Regions from separate parts of the Sus scrofa genome. Here region 1 is linked to region 2. Evidence: chromatin contacts called from public HiChIP or PLAC-seq data. All regions are on one chromosome and are shown on one strand. Each heading gives the region's core, a stretch centred on a gene start, on an enhancer-like site or on the middle of the called end of the contact. The rest is flanking DNA. Distances are from core to core; before and after follow the strand shown.

Region 1 (7,034 bases), core at 3,948-6,447, 170 kb before region 2:
TGGAGGTCAGGGGCCCAACTCCTCGGGGCCCGGTGTTTTAAGATCCATTGCTGTCTCGGTGCTAGCCTAACGGGCAAATAAAGCCTCCTACTGGGACTCGGGAGGGAGCGGGCCCTCGGACTCTTTCTGATGCTCGTGACTTGAGCTGTCTGGCCCCAGCTCCCCTGAATTGACGGGACTGGGCCACCGTTAGACTGAGCGCTTCTCCACCCAGACCACCCGCCTAGAGTCCCCCACAAACTGGCTGCACTGGGCCTGCTTTTATGAAAGGTTTATTCCTAGTGCTAGGTCCCCATCTTCCAGGGCTCTAAGCACAATTAAACTGGGTGGGGAGGTGAGGGGAGACCCATTCAGATACAGGGCCGGAAAGAGGGCTCCCCCATCCCCACCCCTTTGGTCCCAGTCCCCTTCTCTGCAATGGGCACGCATCGAGGAGGGACAAAGGGTACTGGAGGCAACATCATTGGCCCAGGGGAGCCTGAGAAGAGCTGCCATTGGCTGACAGGGCCTTTTGAGGCCCTGCCATTGGTCAGGGGGCACCCCCCAGGAGCTGGGGATCGGCCTGAGGAGTGATGCCGTTGGCCAGGGAGTGGTTTTGTCACAGCCTTTGGCTGTGGAGTGGAAGGAAAAGATCTGGGAATGAAGCCCAGGGGCCAGGAAGTACAGAACAGGGTAGCAGCCGCTGGGCCTGCAAGCCCCTCCCTACCCACAGCAGTGTGGGTAAAACTGGCGTCAGGCCCCAGCCAGGGAAAGGGAACCCAAGCCAGAGGGCAGGTGGCAAGGGATGTCCCAGGTCCAAATCTCCCCCACCCTGGGCCTGCCCCCTCAATGTCCTTCTTGATGGCCAGGCTGGGCTGGAGCGGCTCACTGCTCCTCTAGCCAGGAGGGCTTCTCAGCGCCCGGAGGCCGCAGCTTGATGTTGAACTGCTGCAGGGTCTGCTCCAGCTGTTTCTGGTTCCCCGCAAAGTAGGCCGACACAGCGTTGTGGAAGAGCAGCAGCTGCTTGTGCATCACCTTGATCTGGGGGCCCAGTAAGGTCACCGAGACTGGGCTCACCCGCCCCCAAGGGGCTGTAAGCCTGAGCCTGGACCGGGGCGGGGGGGGGGGGGGACGTGGACTCCGCGCCCAGGGTGCTTTAGAAGTGGGGGCCGAGCTTCGACAAGGGACTCAAAGAGTAAGAGCCACTCTGCTAGGAGAAACCTGGCTTGACTGGCCGGGCCTAGGGGGCTCTGGCATCCCAGCTCCAGGGCTGATTTTTTTCCCAATTTTGTTCCTGGACTGGCAGCCACATCGTCCACTAGAAAAGGGCTGGGGATCAGGGGGAGGGTGCTAGGAGGGGTCCAGGGGTTGAGTGGGCTGGGGGAAGACCCCACTCCTTAGCCAGGTTACACTTTCATTCAACGATGGGCCGGTCTTTGGGGGGAGGGGGGCTGGGTCAAAGAGGGAGGGGGGGCTGGGTCAAAGGAGTGGGGTTAGCACCTTGTTTTCTTCCAGGAACTTGAGCTTGATGGCCACATCTCCCCGCAGCTTCTCGTATTTGTCCCGATGGGCCTGGAAAGTGGCCTGGGCACTCTCGAGTCGACCACGCGTCCCTGCATCGCGGGGGCCTAGGCTCAGCTCCTCTAGGTCTGTCCGGTAGGCATCGTATTCCAGCCTGAGGAGGGGGTGAGAGAGGCTGGTCTCCACCATCCATCCTTTCCCTTCTCCGTGCTCGTGCCCCTAAAGCTCAGACTTCCGCTCATGCCGGCCACCTCCCCAACCCCTGGGCCCTGCCAGTGCCCACACCTGGCAGCCTCATACTGTTTGACAGTCATGAGCGTGTCTTCCATGGTCTTGGTCACCAACGTGTTGATGCTGGAGACAAAGAAGTTCACGGCCCCCAGCAGTGTCTCCCCGTTTTTGCACAGCAGCTTCTGCGTCTCGGCGTTGTAGCCAAATTCCTCCTGAGGGCAGAAGGCAGGGACCGGCCTTGAGCAACGGCCTCCACCTGACCAGAGCTGCGGGGCCCTTCCTGCCCTCCTTCCCCCGGAGGAAACAGCCACTGAACTGGAGCCACCCAGGGCGGCCTCCAGCAAGGCTCTCTTAGCCAGAAGGGTCGTGGGCCCCCCCTGGGGATGCCTAGGGCAGGAACGTGGGAGCGGGGCTCTCGGAGTTCACGGGACTGGAAGAGGGCAAGCCAGTGCAGCAGGCAAGGGAGCGGCTCCGATGAGGCTGGGCACCGAAGGCATTCTCGCCGAGGCCGAGAAGGGCTATTTGCGAGGCACCTAGTGTGCCGCCTCCCCCACCCCCTCCGACTTCTGGACCTCCGTACAAACCCTTAGGCTGCCTCCACTGGTGAGTGCTGCTGGGGGCGGGGCTGGGCCCACCCTGGAGGGGTTCTCCCTCTGGGCTGCAGGAGGGAGGGAGGAGGGAGGCTGAGGGGTGACTGCCTGGGAGGGCCCCGGGCCCAGGCCCCCCTCCCCCTCTGGCCTGCCCAAGGCACCTGAAGCTCTGGGGACTTCTGGCTGAGGTCAGCAAAGGCATCCCCCAGTGCATGCTGGGTCTGCAGCAGGCTGTAGAGGTGGGCTGTCAGGGCCCGGCCCAGCTGCAGGACACTCTCATACTTGCGCTTCGTCTCACGCAGCAGCTCAATTTGCAGCTCTAGCTCCAGGTCCACAGTCCGGGAGCCTCGGCCAAACCGCTCTGATAACAGCTGCTTTGTGCACTGAGTGGGAAGTGGGGGAACAGGTCAGAGACCCTGGCGCCCGGCCCTGCCCCGCAGCAAGTGTCTACCCCGGCGTCCCCAGACTCCAAGTCTCAGCCCGAGATGATGGGACAGGAGGATCCGCAAGATGGGGAAGAGGTACCCGGGGGAGCTCAGGGGGCGGAGGAGGTGCGTGAATCCCACCTTATACGTGTTGATGCCCCATTTCTTGACGATGTCGAACTTCTCTCCAGCGATGCCCCGGGCCACCTCATCCCCGGGGCCAGCAGGAGGGGCGCTGTGAGATGGATGGCGGCCAGACCCTAAAGGACCAAGTTCTCTGACACCAGCCTCTCTCAGACACAATCCGACGCCTCTGTGGTTCCACCCACACTTCCCTCCCAGCACATGAAAATGACGCCCCGGAAGGAGCAGGGCTGGAGACTCACTAGGAGGAATTCATGCCTTGGACCCTGAGACCCAATCCCAACATACACCTGGCCTCCTTTTGACGTGGAGGTGAGGACTGGAAAGGGAGGTGGGAGGGGTTGCTCGTGTGCAGGGGCAGAGGAAACAGCGGAGACTAGGCTGAGAATGGGGTCGCTGACCATGGCTGGGCGCCCCTCGAACCGAACACCTGGCTGACATTCCCATGTGGATCCCAGTCACTGCGAGATTCAGGGCTGCTTGTTCCTCTAAATAGCAGAGTCTAACGTAAGACTCTGATAAGCCTCTCAAAGCTCCAAATCAGATTCAAGCTCCAGAGCAGGGGAGGCCTGGTGAACAGAGTTCTCTGCCTGACTCAGGTAGTGACGGCAGAGAAGGGACAAGTGGGCATATCTGAGGGACAAAGTGGCAAGTGGAGGCAGATGGACACCCCTGGGAACGGGCCTTGGGCTGAGATGCCCGCGGGTTCATCCTGGCAGAGGTTCCCACGAGCTCCAGACATGATTCACGCCTTCTTAGACGTATCCTATGCCCCCTGGAGCCAGTCCTCTTCCCCTCTCCACTCAATGCCCTATCCTGCTCTGATCATTCATACCTGTGGGGATGAGTCCATCACCAGAGCCCCCATAGCCACCAGACACAATGCTGGTTTCATTGAGGTTGGGTCCTGACACCATCACCTGCTGGAGGTCCTATAGGCCAGAGAAGAGGGGGGCTTCAGGAACATATGGGCAGCTGAAGCATTTTGGGGGTGAAAACAAGCTTGGATTGAAGCATCATAGAGAGAGCACACAAGGGAAGTCTGCACAGAATCAGAACAAAGATTGGTAAAAAGACTGAAGGAAATCAGGTGAGTTGGGGGAAGGCTACTGGAAGAAGGAGAGAGCTCAGGGTTTAAGAGTTGGGATTCCTCAACTGAAACAATGTGAAGAATCAAACAGAAGCACCTGCTCCAGCCCATCATCCTCAGGAAGCTGCCCCGCGTCACCATTCCCGTGGATGGGGATCTCCATTGTGGCTGCCTTCCCTAGGATCCCGTCCGTCATGGCGAGCGAAGGGACTGGAGTCAAAGTCTCCACCCCAGCGCCCTGCAAAGCCCAACACAGACAGTTCTGGAAACGGGCCAGTTCTCCGAAGAGGAAGGTCTCCCCTGCCCTTGCAGAGGCCGTCCCGGGGCTTCAGTGTGGTGGGGTCTGCCCACCACTCTTCCCTCGGGGCTTTGTCTTTCTCCCTTCCAAGGTGCAAAGTTTTACACACAGGCACCCAGGCCTCAGGTGTGCCTGACCAGAGGTCATGTTCTCATGACCCCCCCACCCCCACCCCCCCAGCAGTCCAGGGATCATTCATGCATTCAGTCCTTCCACAGACATTTAATGAGTGCCTACTACATGCCACGCACTATTTGAGGCAATGGAGAGAAAGCCTGTGCTCTCAAGCAGCTTATCCCCACGCAGGTATTCCTCCTCATCAGGAGACAATCCCTTTCCCAGCGCTCAGGTGCCTATCCCCGTTCAGGTATGTTCGCCATTGTTTGGCCTTTCACACTCCTCTAATGTCTCCTCCTCTTTCCTGCAGGTGGTCTCCCCCTCCTCCATCCCATGCACCCCCTCTTCCTGCCCCCACCCCCGCCCCAGGCCTTAGTTGAATCAGTTGGTGTAAGTTCCCGACCCCGGGGAAAAGTCCCTTTGCCCCAGGACATAGGGAGGTGATCCCTTCCAAAGTCAGTTAGGTCTCCCCAGGTGTGTGAGTCTCCGCCCTCCCCCCATACACCTGGGCGTCAGGTGTGTCCTCATCCTTTCCCAGGGCTCAGAAGCATCTTGCCCTCAGGTCAGGTTCGTGCGTTCACCTTGCCCTCGCCCATGCACGTCCCTCTCACCTCGGGCCGGGCCGCTCTTCCCCTCAGGGCGCCAGGCCCGGGCCGCGCGGGGATCTCGGGATCCAGTTCCCGTCGCGATCCTAGCAGCAGGTCAGGGACTCGGCGGAAGTGACGTCCTCTCCCGGGCAGAAGAAGCCGGCCACGTAGCCGATTATGAGGGCGGAAGTGACGTCGCGGGGAGGTGGGCGGGCGCTCCTTGAGCCAACCCCTCTGCCCCTGGGGAGCCATTGAGGTCACTTCCGGGGCGTTCCCTAGAAGCTGTAACGGAAGTGACGTAGGTTGTGCGCCGGCGGCGTGATGGAACAGCAACAGCAGCAGCAGCAGCAGCTGAGAAACGTGAGTGGGAGCTAAGTCGCTTAAGGGCCCTGCATCCAGCTAGCATCCCTGTTCGCATGGCGGAAACCCCAGAGAGCCAGGCATCCAAGGGCTGGGAACCACGGGCCGTGGTACACGGTCCTGGGAAAGCGCCGGCAGCGCGGCCTTGAGTTGAGACGTGGCCCCCTCTTCGCTGAGTTCCTTGTCCCCCTTCCTCCCCAGTTGCGGGACTTCCTGTTGGTCTACAATCGGATGACGGAACTCTGCTTCCAGCGCTGCGTGCCCAGCCTGCATCACCGAGCTCTGGATGCCGAGGAGGTTAGGTGGGGGAACTGAGTAGGGAAGTGCTCCTCGAGCCTCAGAGCTAACCGTGCACTGCTTCCCTCTCCCGTCAATTCCCCTACGTCCGGCCCTGGCTTCCCACGACCTCCGCCCTGAGGCTGGGGATGGGAAGGAGGGAAACGGACCTGACTGGACACCTTTGGCTTCTACTTCCACCCTGTCTTCCTTCCAGGAGGCCTGTCTGCACAGCTGTGCCGGGAAGCTGATCCATTCCAACCACCGCCTCATGGCCGCTTACGTGCAGCTCATGCCTGCCCTGGTACAGCGCCGCATCGCTGACTACGAGGCTGCCTCAGCTGTGCCAGGTGTTGCTGCTGAACAGCCAGAAGCCTCGCCATCTGGCAGCTAGCTGTCCTCAACGCTGAGAAGGGAGGCACTGGATGGACCCTCACGTTGAAGGAGCAGTGGACCTTGGGCAAGATGGAGCCTGTATGTAGAGAATGAGGAGTTGCCTGAGAGCTAGGTACTGTTGCTCCTTTTCCTGGAGCTAATAAACCTGCTGTAATCTGTGCGGTTGATATTCTGGGCAGGGAGAAGTTGCCTTCTGTGTGTGGAAGGAAAACCTCAGCATTCCCAGGCACCTGGTTAAAGGAAGGTCTGTGGGTACAGCTTTAAAATTGGCAACAAGACGCTGGTTCGTGCCCAGACGGCAGAGAAAATGGGAACTCTGTCCTTAAATCTGTCTGACTTAAATGGTTCGCTTAGAGATATTAAGGACCATGGATTAAGAAACCACAGGGCTTTTAGGCACTACCTCTTCGAAAGTCAGTAGCCCCAGACAGATGAAACCTATAGGACTTCTGGGTGTTCTAGAACGTTAACCACTCCCCCAAGTTGTTACTTTCTTAATACTCCCAGAAATTGAGCAGTAAATCCTTTAAACCGAGGAGGTCTGTGTGCTCGTCTTCAGGAGCAGTCAGGGGAAAACTTGGGGAGCCATGTTCTGCACTATAGTCAGACTCAAGGGAGAGAAAACCACAGAAGTAGAGGGTGGTGGCTAAGGGGACAAAAAAAAAAAAAAAAAAAAAAAAAAAACAGAAGAAAGGAAAAGCTTTTGGATGTTACGCTCTTGTCTCACTGCTCGCCTGTGATCTCCTAATTCCAGCCCTGCCCCCTACTCTGCATTGTCCCAGCTGTGCCTATCCCATGGTTTCTAATTCCAGCCTCTCCATTCTTTCCTCATTATTGCCTCCCTTGTGGAGTTTACCTCTGTATTCAGCAGTCTCAGTGGCATGTCACTCCATCCCTGAATTTTTTTGCTGCCCTTGTGTCCTTTTTGTATCATTCCACCTGTTTTACTTATTATTATTTATTTTTTGGCCATGCCATGGCATGCAGAAGTTCCCAGGCCAGGGATCAAACTGAAGCCAC
Region 2 (6,425 bases), core at 1,181-3,680:
ATGACCTGACCATCCTGAAGCCGGATTTCCCTTTTCTGAATTCCCAGAGAGGCTCGGATTTGACAACAATGAAAACGTCCAGGAAATTCCCACAGGTTTAACTTGCTAATCTTCCTCCCGCTTCACCCCTCTCCTTCACCCCTCCACTCCCACCCCAAGAGGAAGGAGCTTATCCTGGATCAGCACCCTCTATTGAATGCTTCCACTTACTTGGCCAGGGTGGTGGCACATCTGGGTTCTTGAGTCGTCTCCTGAGGCCCGTTCAGAGACTGAAGGGAGACATAAGCGTACGTGCTCCTGCCTAGAAACCGAGGAATGGCTAGAGTGTTCCCTGAAGGTTCCTAGGGTACCAGATTATTTTGGAAAGTTTGCTTCTAGGTGTTCACTCTCCCACCCGTGAGGAAGTCATCTTTCTCTAAGAATTCGCAGGGGCTCAGTGTCTATGTGTTAGATATTAAAACTCAAATCACCTTTGGGGGCCAGGCTGGAGTTACAGGATACACATCCCACATAATCTGGCATTAAGAAAAAGAAAACGGTGCCAACTCAACCCAGATTTAAGAGCCAGAAACAAGCACCATGAATTTACTGTCTCACAGAGACCGAGCGTGTTCTGGTTCTCCAGAAATCCCGAGGGGAGAAAAAAATCAGTTTACATATACTCATACAAGGAACTTGATCTATTTTGCAAAGATTATCTGGCTCCCAGAAGGTTCTGGGCTCCAATAAGATGGTCTGTTTTACAAGGCTAGCTCCAGTTCTTAGCGATTAAAAGGCTCCCAAGCCCTGGGATCCTGGGCACTGATGAGGGCTGCACACTCTTGGCTCCAGTTAAACTGCTGGTGTTTGAGCTGTGTGGCTGCTTGCTTCCTGGTCCTGCCGCAGTCCCTGGAGTAGTTGGTTTAGGAGTGTAAGGTTGCTGTCCCTGCGAGGCAGGGGCAAAGGTGGCAGACAGTTCCCTTTATACTCGATCACTGCCATCTTGGCCCGATCCTGCTCATTCCGATTTGGGATCTGCAGCATTCTCGTGTAGCCCCCATTCTGACCTTGGAACCGAGGGGCCAGTACTTGAAACAGCTTTGGGATCAAGTCTTTCTCCTAGAGGGGGAGTTATCCAGGAGAGAGCAGAGAGTCAGGCACACACTGTAGAGAAATTTCACTTTCAGCATTCTCAAAGGTAGGGTCCAAACACCAACACCCTGCCCGAAACTTCCTCACGGAGAACTTCTGTGTGTTGTCAAAAACGACAGAGGGTACTGTATAGCGCAGTGAACTATACCCAGTCTCTTGGGTAGACCACGATGGAAGAAAATATAGGAGAGGAGTTCCCGTCGTGGCGCAGTGGTTAACGAATCCGACTAGGAACCATGAGGTTGCGGGTTCGGTCCCTGGCCTTGCTCAGTGGGTTAAGGATCTGGCGTTGCTGTGACTGTGGTGTAGGCCGGCGGCTACAGCTCCGAATGGACCCCTAGCTTGGGAACCTCCATATGCCGCGGGAGCGGCCCTAGAAAAGGCAAAAAGACAAAAAAAAAAAAGAAAATATAAGAAGGAGGATATATATATATATAGATTCCCACATATACATGAGACTGGGTCACTTTGCTAAACAGCGGAAATTGGCACAACACTGTAAATCAACTCTAGTAAAATTTTTTTTTAAAAGAGGCAAGAAAAACACAGAGGGGATTAGTTACAGGCAGTTGTGTAGATTCAGATTCCCGTTGAATTCAATGATCTCAGGACACACATCTCTAGTTTACATCTGTCCTTAAGGGCATGGCATGACTAAGCTTATTTCTGCCCGGTTCCCTCTCCTCTAACAACCCCTCCGACGTAAGGAGCCAAGGAAGACATGTGGGAGACAGGATGCGCTCACCGTGAGCCAGAAGTCAGCCATGCGCATGGCTCGTTCGTTGGTGTCTCCCAGCTTCCCATAGTCGATGAGCTGCGAGGACACAAGAACTTACTCAACCCGAGCAAGAAAAGGGGGCCCATCTTACCTCCCGAATGCCAGACTGCAACGCATCATGCTACGAGCAAAGCGTCTGGATAAGGCGGGCCTCACCGGCCTTCCACGTGCGGGTCAGAGGGGTGGACTCGGCTCGCGGTACTCGCGGACTGAGACCTCGCGCAGGGCTTACGAGGCGTCTCAATTCTTCCCCAGCTCCCGCCGGACCCGCCCCCGGAGGCCCGACCTGACCGGAGCAAGAGGGTCCCTCCGCTCACCTTCTCCGCGTAGCCCCTCAGCTCGTCCACGCGTGCCCATGACGCCTCGATGCGTTCGTGTCGCACCAGTCCCGTAAGCAAGTTCTGCAACAGGTGGATGCGGGACTCGGGACCAAGGCCCAGGCGGCGGAAGACGCGGCCGTGGGAGATGGCGGCGGCCACCGACAGCCGCATCGTCCCGACTTCTCCCCGCCCCCGGGAGGCCGGAACCGGAAGCTCCGCGAGGTGCGCGGAGAGGCGGAGCCGGGAGGACGCATGCGCCGTAGGCAGGTGCGTGGCGGACGTGTTTGCGCATGTGTAGCGGAGCCTGCCTCGTTGGCAGCCTGGGGGAGGGCGGGGAAGGGGCGTCGACCTCTCCCTGAGGAGGCGGGCGGCGCGGCTCCGGCCCGGGAGCGCCGCCTGGTGTGAGGGAGCCGGCCTCGGGTTTCTCGCGTGCTGCGCCCGTCGTCCTGCAGGGCGCTGGAAGCTCCGCCTGCAGCCGGCTCGGAAAGTGAGTACCTGAGGGGAAGGCGCCGGGCGGGTCGCGGTCTCTCGCGCTGGCGCCCTGCCCGCCCCCGGCCGCGGCGAGGTCTGACCCCCTGAGCGGTCCCTTGTTAAAGAAACTTGTTTTCCGTGGTCGTGGTGCCGTGAGTGGAATAACACTGAGAGGAAAGAGACCCAGACGGCGAAACTTTTCTTTGAAGGCGTGCCGTCATCCCAGTTCCAGAAGAATTTCAGCACCGCTGCGGCTCTGCCGATTGGCGGTGCCTTCGTCACAGCTGCTTGTGGATTCCCTCGTCCCCTCCGCAAAGGGGGAGCCGGGTCCTACCCCGTCCCACACCTCCTGCCCCGCCCTCTGGGCCTCAGGAGGTGCCCTTTTAAAAGTGAAATAGAGCCCTGGCGTTCCCTTCGTGGCCTCGATGGTCAACGAATCTGACGAGGAACCGTGAGGTTGCGGGTTCCATCCCCGGCCTCGCTCAGTGGGTTAAGGATCCGGCGTTGCCGTGAGCTGTGGCGTAGGTCGCAGATGTGGCTTGGATCCCCTGTTGCTGTGGCTGTGGTGTGGGCCGGTGGCAACATCTCTGATTCGACCCCTAGCCTGGGAACCTCCATGTGCTGCAGGGGTGGCCCTAAAAAGACCAAAGACAAACAAAACAAACAAAACAAAAACCCAAAAAACAAAACAAAACAAAAAAACACGAAAAATAATAGAGCCCTGCAGATCAGATGTCATTAGTTAAGATCAAGTCTTACTGGGCTGGGGTGGGGGCCTAATCCCAAATGCCTGATGTCTCAGAAAAAGAATCTATAAGGAGAGACAGTGACCCACAGGGGGGATACCATGTGGCGGAGAAGGCAGAGAGCAGAGCTGTCCAGTTGTAAGTCGAGGGTTTTCTGGCAAACCTCAGAAACTAAGAGCATGGTTTGGAACAGATTGTTCCCTGGATCCTTCAGAGAATGCAGCCAGTGGACAGGTTCATTTACATATTTTTTTGATAACGCATATTTAGATTTGTTGTTCTGTCTTTCTCTTAGGTTAGCAGAGAAGGCTTGTTAATTTTAATTTTGAAGTTTCTTTTGTTGGAAGTAACACACATACAAATACAAAAAGTCTTAAACATATGGATATGTTGGTAGAGATTTATACACACTGCACTTCACAATAAGCCCCAGAAATTACAATGTTGTCTGTGCCTTGTTCCTTTGGGATCAATTACTTTTTTTGTCTTTTTTTTTTTTTTTTTTAAGGGCCACACCTGTTGCATATGGAGGTTCTCAGGCTAGGGGTTGAGTTGGAGCTATAGCTGCCAGCCTACACCACAGCTACAGCAATGCTGGATCCAAGCTGCGACCTACACCACAGTTCATGATCCTTAACCCACTGAGCAAGGCCAGGGATCGAACCTGGGTCCTCATGGATACTAGTCGGGTTCATTAACCACTGAGCCACGACGGGAGCTCCATTTTTGGGATCAATTTTTACAGCTTTCAGTTATCTTCACATTCCACTGTTAATATCATCATCTGAAAATTCATCATAAATTTCTATTCATAAAGACTTGGGAAAATTTTGTTCTTCTCAGAAGTCAGAGCAAATGAAAATTGACCCTGGTGTTATTTGATCCATTGCTTTAAAAGGCATGTCCTTGTGGTGAAAACATACAGAACAGTGTCAGACTTTGTCCTTATTTTTTTGGTTATGTGAGACCATCATCTCTTGTCTGTTCTCCTGGCAGTATTCAAACTTTGATTCTTTTTTTTCTATGTCAGTTTCCTTACATTTTGTTGTTGCATAATTAATGGCTTTCTCTACAGTTTTTGTGGGTTGACGTTCAAGGAATTTTAAACCATAGTGTCTTATTGTATATTGTTTCAGGCACATTCTGGCTGTTTGCAGTTATTTTTGTGTCTGATTTACCTAGTCTGAAACTTTACCTTTATGTAAAAAAAATTCAAGAAAGAGAAAAATCTTATACAAATAGGATTTTTTATTATTTTTTAATTTTTATTATTTTTTACTTTTTTTTTTTTTTTTTGTCTTTTTGCTATTTCTTGGGCCGCTTCTGCGGCATATGGAGATTCCCAGGCTAGGGGTTCAATCGGAGCTGCAGCCACTGGCCTACACCAGAGCCACAGCAACGCGGGATCCGAGCCGCATCTGCGACCTACACCACAGCTCACGGCAACGCCGGATTGTTAACCCACTGAGCAAGGGCAGGGACCGAACCCGCAACCTCATGGTTCCTAGTCGGATTCGTTAACCACTGTGCCACGACGGGAACTCCAGGATTGTTTCTTTTAAATTTATAGTTTTGGGAGCAGGGTTATGTTCTACCACAAGGGTCGGAGGCACAAAATGTGCCTAAAGTGAGCTTGAAAGATCACAAATTGTTATGAATTTACTATAAAAAGTGATATTATGTGGCTGAATCTGTGTAACTGATAGTTTTTCAGATTAGCATTCATGAAGAATAAAATATGTTTTAGTGGATTAGTTTTAAAAAGTGATAGTTTGAAGCCTGCATATATTTTATTATAATGCAACAGTAACCATATTGGCTGTTTATAATTTAGACCAATAAAAGGCTTTTGTTTGAGGGTTATTGTATCACTAACACTATTTAGTAGATGTGATACAAGTCAGATTGACTTATAGTTAGTTTTATTACTGTTTTAAAGTTCTTTACAGACAATTCACCTTCTTATGCTTGCATTGGGGCAGGCTACTTACACCTCCCAACCCTTGGTACCCACTGGCTTTGGGAAATTTTGAGAGTAGGAGAATTGCTTGCATGTCAGAAGTGTTGTAAGTAGATAAACAGGCTTTTTCCTTTACTCTGACTGCATCCCATCCTGCTGATGTCTTCATGAAGTGATGCCCTGGGAGCCAGTACAGGGAGCTCAGTGAGTGTTCAATCAGGGATTTAGTGATGATGGTGAGAAACGGTTGTTGATTGGACCCCAAGCCAACTTTTGTTTCTATCCCTAGAATCCTGAATGTCTGGAAGTACAGGGACTATCTCCTTCTGGATTTTTTTCCCTCCTCAGGTCAGGGTCTAAACACCTCTTTGGATCCAGTGTTCTAGGAAAAATTGAACAAAGACAGAACCTGTCTCTGGTATTAGATGGAACTGTGATTATATTAGGCTCAGTTAAAATGGGTTTCCCACACTTGAATCACTAGAATATTGAAGATAACAATTTTTTTATTACTCAATGAATTTATTACATTTATAGTTGTACAATGATCATCACAATCCAATTTTATAAGATTTCCATTCCACACCCCTGGTGCATCCCCCCACCCCCCAAACTGACTCCTTTGGAAGCCATAAGTTTTTCAAAGTCTGTGAGTCAGCATCCGTTCTGCAAAGAAGTTCAGTCTGTCCTTTTTTCAGATTCCACATATATTTATGTTGGTGTCTCATTGTCTGACTGACTTCACTTAGCATGATAATTCCTAGGTCCATCCATGTTGCTAAAAACGCTGGTATTTTGTTCCTTTTAATGGCTGAGTAATATTCCATTGTGTATATGCACCACATCTTCTTGATCCACTCCTCTGTCAGTGGATATTTAGGTTGTTTCTATGTCTTGGCTATCGCAAATAGTGCTGCAATGAACATTGGAGAACATGTGTCTTTGCGAGTCGTGGTTTTCTCTGGATAGATGCCCAGGAGTGGGATTGCTGGATCAAATGGTAGTTCTATGTTTAGTTT

What was found. HiChIP or PLAC-seq counts read pairs in DNA pulled down with a chosen protein or histone mark.
Region 1: an H3K27ac HiChIP or PLAC-seq map of alveolar macrophages shows a contact between it and region 2. The contact joins the promoter of TIMM10B here to the promoter of MRPL17 in region 2. A contact is called at or near these places in 3 of 47 Hi-C or Micro-C datasets (embryonic fibroblasts, heart right ventricle and liver) and 1 of 2 datasets of contacts at active chromatin or transcription factors (alveolar macrophages).

What each region holds. Positions count from the first base shown.
Region 1 is chr9:3,248,138-3,255,171 of Sscrofa11.1, reverse strand. It overlaps TIMM10B (mitochondrial import inner membrane translocase subunit Tim10 B), which reads left to right and starts at 5,197. Exons shown (of 3, transcript XM_003357135.4): 1 at 5,197-5,342; 2 at 5,544-5,639; 3 at 5,836-6,698. The coding sequence starts at 5,304. The coding sequence ends at 6,012. It overlaps ARFIP2 (arfaptin-2), which reads right to left and starts at 5,161. Exons shown (of 8, transcript XM_003357136.4): 1 at 5,007-5,161; 2 at 4,078-4,218; 3 at 3,726-3,822; 4 at 2,888-3,006; 5 at 2,483-2,704; 6 at 1,786-1,943; 7 at 1,480-1,654; 8 at 256-1,020. The coding sequence starts at 4,176. The coding sequence ends at 865.
Region 2 is chr9:3,071,991-3,078,415 of Sscrofa11.1, reverse strand. It overlaps MRPL17 (mitochondrial ribosomal protein L17), which reads right to left and starts at 2,430. Exons shown (of 3, transcript NM_001244380.1): 1 at 2,227-2,430; 2 at 1,877-1,945; 3 at 557-1,098. The coding sequence starts at 2,400. The coding sequence ends at 832. LOC106507820 (a long non-coding RNA gene) reads left to right here. Exons shown (of 4, transcript XR_002335515.1): 4 at 2,165-2,254.